Linked DNA regions of Mus musculus: region 2 is linked to region 1. The links are chromatin contacts, called in public HiChIP or PLAC-seq maps. All regions are on one chromosome and are shown on one strand. Each heading gives the region's core, a stretch centred on a gene start, on an enhancer-like site or on the middle of the called end of the contact. The rest is flanking DNA. Distances are from core to core; before and after follow the strand shown.

Region 1 (3,446 bases), core at 436-2,935:
CCCAGATGAGACTGGGTTGTATAAAGTTGACAACTGAAGCTACTTAGGACACCCAGCATATCCTAAGAGAGGCCTTGACTTTAAGTCCCCGAGTTCAATTCCCAGCACTGAACAAACAGACAAACATACAAGCACCCTACTTTATATTTTTTTAGGGAATAAGAAAGATGGCTCAGTGCCTAAGAGTGCTTACTGTCCTTGCAGAGGACCTGAGTTCCATTCTAGCATCCACATGGCAAAACTTAGAAGCACCTCTAATTCCAGCTCCAGGGCACCTGACAGCCCCCTTCTGGCCTTAAGGGGTACTATACTCTCATATGGATACTCACACACAGGCACAAACACTGCACAGGAGAGTGAGACAGAGAGGGGGGACAGGGGGAGGGGAGGGGGAAAGGAAGAGAGAGCCTCTTTAGAGCTGAGCAAAGTACTAGCAGAACCTCCTAGAATCAGAGCCCTGGACTGAGTGGGGACAAACTTGGGACATGTGTGCTTGTGTGTGTGTGTGTGTGTGTGTGTGTGTGTGTGTGTGCATGCCTCGGCACACTTGTAGAGGTCAGAGGACAACCCCGGTGCCAGTTATCACCTCCTGCCTTGTTTGAGAGGAGCAGCTTGCTTTGCAGCTAGGGAACCTGAGGCTCAGAAACTTGGGGGGGCGGTTATCTGTCAATGACGGGAGAGTCACAGAAATCACACTGGAAATAGAGTGCCTTTGTGGCCACCCCCAGGGTCTGTCCAGGCAGGACAGCAGGTCCAGGCCAGACTGTGGTGGTCAATACTGATTGTCAGCTTGACAGGATCAGAGTCCCTTCTGGCAGGTCTGTGAGGAAATTTCTAGATTGGGTAGACACACCCTAAATATGGCGGCACCATTCCCTAGGCTGGGGTCCCTGGTAGAATAAAGAGAAGAAAGCAAGCTGTCCCCCAGCCTCTGCCTCTCTCTGCTTCCTGACTGTGGGTGTCACATGACCAGTTAGTTGCCTCACTCTCCTGCTGCCAGGTCTTCCCCATCGTGAGGGACAGGACACAGACTCAGCCAAATTCTACCCCTCCATCTTTTATTGCTTTGGTCAGAGCTGCAAGAAAAGTAACTAAGACAGTCGCTAACTTTGAACTTGCTGTGCACGAGCTCGTTTCTACATTCCTTTTGCTGTCTGCCAGAGGGAGCTACAAAGGAAACTTCCTGTGGGACACCATGATTCCTGAGGGAAGTAGGACCTGCAGTTAGTGTGGAAACCGAGATCCATATTCCCTCACCAAGCCTACTCAAAGCTACCCAGGATGCCGTCCTTCCTGTTAGCTTACTCCCAGCACTAAAGCACAGTTAAGCCAGGTGGGTAGAGCATAATTGCAATCCCAGCCCGGGGTGGGGGTGGGGGGGCTGAGGCAGGGGGATCTGGAGTTCAAGGCCAGCCTGGGTTACCTAATGAGGCTTTATCTCTTTGTTATATACTGTGTTGGTCACTTTTCTCACAGCTGGGTAGCTTGCCTTCTGGGGGATGGGGGCTCAGATTCTGAGATCTTGGGGGAGCAGCCCCCCTTTCAAGCATGCCCCTAGATGGCTGTCTAACCTCTTCTTGGGCAACTCTAGAGATGGGCACTCACTCTCTCTGAGCTGATCCACTCAGCCTGCCCTGCGGCTCATCCCCTGAGGAGGTAGGGAGGGTCTGGCCTGTATGAAGTCTGCCCAGGGGAACTGAGAGGCCCATCTGTTTGCTCTGCCTTTTTGACCGGTAGCCTAGGCCTCCCCCTCCTCCCTCTCCTCCCCCTCTTCCTGCCTCTCCTCTCACTTCTCTCTCTCCTCCCCCTCCTCCCCCACTTCTACTTCCTCCCCTTCCTCCCACTCCTCTGTTCTCTCCCTCTTCCCACCTCTGTCTTCTCCCTCTTCCCCCTCTTCCCACTCCTGCCATTTCTTTCTCATCCTTCATTGCATCCTCTCTTCCCTTCTGCCTCCCCTTTCATTCCTTCCTTCCCTCTTTCTCTGTCTCTTCCCTCCCTCCCTCCTCCCACTTTCTCTCTCCATTCATCTTTCCTTCTTCCCCTCCTTCTGCACCTCACATCTTCCTCCAGTCCTTTTCTCCTTCCCCCTGCTCCCTGCTCCCTGCTCCCTGCTCCCTGCTCCCTGCTCCCTGCTCCCTGCTCCCTCCTCCCTGCTCCCTGCTCCCTGCTCCCTCCTCCCTGCTCCCTCCTCCCTCCTCCCTCCTCCCTCCTCCCAGAGAGCTGTTCAGCACCTTGTTGGCTTCACAGGTCCAGCCTGCCTGTTCCTCTGCAACCTTGTCTCTGTACGCACCACCATAAAAAGACGGGACCTTGGGCCAGATGTACAACACTCTCTTCCATCACAAAACCTTCTCTTGACCTTTTTTTTCTCTGTGTCTTTCATCAGTTAGGGGACTTCCTCACAGAACTGGGCCTGCACTTCTAGGCAGCCCCTAGCACACCCCACTGGTCAGGACCACAATGGGGACAGCAGAGATGCCTGAAGACCATGACATTGACTCTAGGCCTCTTGCTGTGGGAAACCACATGGGCAGAGGTTGGAGAAGAGAGCAGTGGCCTTGGTAAAGGCCATGAGTGGGTAGTGGCCATCCCTGCCCCTGGAGAGATCATTGTTTTACACCAACTACAGAGGCCAGTCTCCAGTCAGGTCATTATTTGGGCATGAGAGGAGGGTGGGTTCCAAGACGTGGATCACATAGGAGGCCTGAGCTGGCCCTTTGTGCTGCCAGAGAGCTGAAGAGTGGCAGGTGGCTTTGGGCTAAACAGACCTTCACTCTCCTGCCTCCTCCAGATGACAAATTCCTGGGTCCCTGTAGGTTCAGGGCCCTGTGTAAGCCACCGTCTTTACCAAAGTTCACCACTGTCTCTTAGGACTAGGGACAAAGGTCCCTCCCTTTCTTTCTATTTAAGTTTTATTTAGTTTGTGTTGAGGTAGGATGGGGTAGGGGTGGGTAGGCAGGTGTCACGGCACACACGTGACAGTCAGAGGACAACTTCTGAGAACTGTTGTTTTTTTGTTTTCCTTCCATCATATGGGTCCCTGGGGTCAACCTCAGATTGTCAAGCTTGGCAGCAAGCACCCTGAGCCAGTGAGCCATCCCACCCACCGGCCCTTGCTACCTCTGTCACCTGAGGAGATTCTGAACTGGAAATCCACACCTTGCCCGGCTCCAAGTCCGGGTTGACAGCATTTCCATATGTGGGGAAGATGTTGAAGCCAGAGCCGAGGAACGTGATGATGGGGTCTGGGATGCATAAAGCACACCCCTCCTGTCATCTCCTCCATCCTTGCAGAGCCTCCAGAGGCCCAGCGGGGGCGGGGGGGCGTTATGATGTTTTTACTTTCTCATGTCAAACTCGAGGCCACTGAGCTCAGAGGAATTCTGGGAATCACTCACAGGGCCTACGTGTGAAGGGCTGAGTCTGGATTGATTGATTGATTGATT
Region 2 (3,446 bases), core at 675-3,174, 67 kb before region 1:
CTTGCCAGCCCTTGTCTCCTTCCTTGCCAGCTTAGCCATGAAGTAAATGATATGTATATTTTAATATGAGTGTGTGTATGTGTGTGTATGTGTGTCGTGTGTATAAATATGTACATACATTTTTTTTTCTTTTTTGAAATAGGGTCTTACTATGTAGCCCTGCCCAGCCTGAAGCTTGCTAATGTAGACCAGGCGGGTCTTGAACTCACAGTGATCCATCTACCTCTGCCGCACGAATGCTGGGATTTATGTACATATGTTGTATGTCTATATGCATATGAATAGTATGCTCATTTGAGGGTGCATATGTCTGCATGTGGAGGCTAGAGATTGAGGTCAGGTGCCTTCCTTGATCACTCTCCACCTTATATATAGCCAGGGCCTCTCCCTTGAGCCCAAAGTTCAGTCAGCTTAGTTTGGGGATCCCCTTTGTTGCCTCCTGAGTCCTGGGATTAAAGATGGCAGTCATTCTCGCCCAGCATTTACGGACGGCAAGTGCTTTTCCTAGCCCAGCATCTTCCTGGCTCTGTACTTAGATTTTTAAATTTATTATTTTTATTTGAATGTGTATGTATGTGTGTGCATGTACATGCATGCATGCATGCGTGTGTGTGTGTGTGTGTGTGTGTGTGTGTGTGTGTGTGCATATGTGTGTGTTTACCATGCATGCAAAGGTGCCCGGGCAGACCAGAGGGTGTAGGATCCACTAGAACTGGAATTGGTGGCTGCGAGCCACCTGATGTGGGTGCTGGGAACCAAACTTGGGTCTTCTATAAGAACATGAAGTGCTCTAACCACTGATCCACCCCTCCAGATTTGTACTTTTTAATTGCCACCATCCACTGTGTTGGATCAGGAGGGCTTTGTTAGCAAATGGAACAGAGAAGGACGGCAGTCTGGGAAAGATGTAGATTTGACTCTTTCTCCAGTAGTCCCAGGGTGGGAGAGCTTGACTCCCTATGGAGGGAAATTACACTCAGATACACTCTGCATTGTGTGTGTGCGCACGTGCCTGCCTACCTGCCTGTCTTCCTGCCTGTCTGTCTGTCTGTCTGTCTGTTGCCTGTCTGTCTGTCTGTGTCTTCTGAGTGCTGGGGATTATGAGGTGTCTGAGGCTATGCAGATCTAAGAACCAAACTGTGTAGGGATGCAAACCTCAGTCCAAGGGTGGGACGTGGGTAGTGGGTAGAGCATTTGCCTGGCATGTTTGAAGCCAAGCAGTGAAGCACTGAAGAAAACCGGGCATGGTGGCACACACCTGTAATTCCGGTACTTGGGAGATAGAGCCAGGAGGGTCAGTCGTTCAAGGCCATTTTCAGGACATAAAGTGTTCAAGGCCAGTGGGGGAGAAGTGAGACCCTGAGTCAAAAACCACAAAAGGAGACACTTCAGCTGGTGACTGGCAAGGACAAAAGGAAGTGCCACACACACACACACACACACACACACACACACACACACACACTCTACACACAACCTACTTCCAGCTCTCAGAACTGAGACCCTCGCTCCTTATCAGGGCTGGGTCTGTAATCTCAAGGGTCCTGTCTGCACTGTGCCCAACAGGACAACTTTCCAGCAGCAGTATTATTTTCAAGCATGTACTTGTGTGTTATACATGTGTGTGCACACATATGTATGTGGGTTCACAAGCACATGTGTGACCGTTCACGTGGAGGCCGGAAGTAGACTGTGAGCTGTCTTTCCCAGTCCCTCTCCACATTGTATTATTACTTTTGAGACAAGATCTCTCACTGACTCCAGCTCTCCGATTGGCTATGGCCATTGAGCTCCAGGGACTCGGCTCTCCAGCCTGACCTGCTAACCGAAGCCTTTTTCCTGAGGTCATTGCACAGCCTGGCTGTGGTAACAGGACCCTCGGAGGCTGGTGACAGAGCAGCAGGAAGGAAGGGGGGATGGGCCCCAGCTCTCTGAGAGCCAGAGCAGATGGTGAAGAAAAACAAGGGCTTGTTTGCCTCTCTGGGGCATCCGGTCCCAGCGCAAGGCTGGAGTATTTCTGGCTGTAGCGTTTACTCGCAGATGGGAGGGAGTGCGTGTAGAGAGTTGGTCACCTTCTCTTCTCTGGCCGTGCTCTGGAGCTTGATTGAGAGTCTTCTTGTTTATATTCTGCAGGACCTGGTTTTGTCTGGGCTGTCAGTTTTTCCAGGGCAGGGGCCATGACCCACCCTGAGGCCCGGAGGACCCTGTGCAGCATCAGCCAACGTCCTGTTGAGTGATGGCAGGGCCCAGGAAATTTCCAGAGCGAAGGGGAGCCACATCTTCTCCATCGGGTCCTTTCAGATCTTCCCTGAGACTTGGGAAAGGGGCAGTCTTTGCATCTGGACTCTATATTTACACGTTTTCGAGGCCTACGGAATTCTGCAGACTTAAGTTTGGAACACAAAAGCTCACTTCTGTAGTTTTAAGATTAAAAAGTAAAACCCATTCTTTTGTTTAGTGAGTGTGTATGTGTGTGGGCACTTGTGCCAGGACACACCTTTGGAGCACAGAGGACGACTTTCGGGACTCGGGTCTCTCCTTGCACCATATGAGTTCTAGGGTTGGATCTCGGGTTGTCAAGCTCGGCAGCAAGCATCTTTGTGCACTGGACCATTTGCAGACTACCACAGCCGCAGGCGTTTTGCTGCTGGTGTGTGCCGCTTGCTGTGCAAGTCAGGGCTCTTTGTCTCAAGAAAGGACTTAGCTAAAGTCTTACACCTAAAGCTACATTCTTGCGCCAGGCAGGGCTGGGACCTATGCTTTGATTTTGTTTGTTTGTTTGTTTGTTTGTTTTCTTCTTATTCTGAAATGTAGGTTCCAGGTCCTCCAGGCTGGCTAGGTAGTCAAGGATGACCTTGAACCTCTAAACCTCCTCCCTCTAGCTCTCAGGTGTGGGATACAGGCATGCCTGGTTTATGCGCTACTGGGAATCAAACCCAGGGCATCATGAATATGGAGCAAGCACTCTACCAACTGTGCTCCACGTCCAGCTCAGAGACTGGCTTTCTGGCTTCCTGTGCTGCACCCCCTGCCTCTTTGCATCTTAGAGCCTGCATGAAGACAGATAGAGTGGCAGCCTGTCCTCAGATACAGAGTATCCTCAGCTAGGGAGATGATGGGGGCGGGGCAAAGTGTTTAATGTGCAAGCACCAGGTCCTGAGTTTGGATTCCCAGCATCTGTGGTGCTGCATGGGTAGAGCCCCAGCGTTTGTGGGATGGGATGCAGAGACAGACACAACCCTGAATGTACTTGGCTGGTCAGTCTAGCCAAACTGAAGAGCTTCAGGTTTGGTGAGGGTTTAAAAATGTTTAAAAAGGTAGAGAGAGATTGAGGAAGATACTCCACATTGACCTCTGGACTCCCTGTGTATATGTACTCAAGAACACACACACACACACACACACACACACACACACACAACAGTAGAAAAGATGAGGTGTAGTAA

The links. HiChIP or PLAC-seq counts read pairs in DNA pulled down with a chosen protein or histone mark.
Region 2: a contact with region 1 is called in an H3K4me3 HiChIP or PLAC-seq map of the 230-238 cell line, with 18 read pairs. The contact joins two enhancer-like sites. A contact is called at or near these places in 2 of 15 datasets of contacts at CTCF or cohesin (both in the NIH/3T3 cell line), 41 of 484 Hi-C or Micro-C datasets (the 3T3-L1 cell line, the 4T1 cell line, B cells and 33 more) and 9 of 115 datasets of contacts at active chromatin or transcription factors (the 230-238 cell line, PVALB interneurons, bone marrow-derived dendritic cells and 6 more).

Annotation. Positions count from the first base shown.
Region 1 is chr5:136,795,375-136,798,820 of GRCm38.p6, reverse strand. The region is part of intron 3 of Col26a1 (collagen, type XXVI, alpha 1); the gene reads left to right. Among named protein-coding and RNA genes, the nearest start is that of Gm30654, 30 kb to the left of the region's middle. Within about 2 kb of position 1,685, at least 16 of the 459 cell types and tissues checked have an H3K27ac peak or open chromatin away from gene starts, as enhancers often do. A contact at or near this core is called in the 230-238 cell line, B cells and the CH12 cell line, where this site is marked.
Region 2 is chr5:136,862,634-136,866,079 of GRCm38.p6, reverse strand. All of the region lies in intron 1 of Col26a1 (collagen, type XXVI, alpha 1), which reads left to right. It overlaps Gm20485 (a long non-coding RNA gene), which reads left to right. Exons shown (of 2, transcript XR_868604.2): 2 at 2,134-2,445. Among named protein-coding and RNA genes, the nearest start is that of Gm20485, 6.0 kb to the left of the region's middle. RefSeq lists an enhancer at 1,145-3,446. Within about 2 kb of position 1,924, at least 142 of the 459 cell types and tissues checked have an H3K27ac peak or open chromatin away from gene starts, as enhancers often do. A contact at or near this core is called in the 230-238 cell line, B cells and the CH12 cell line, where this site is marked.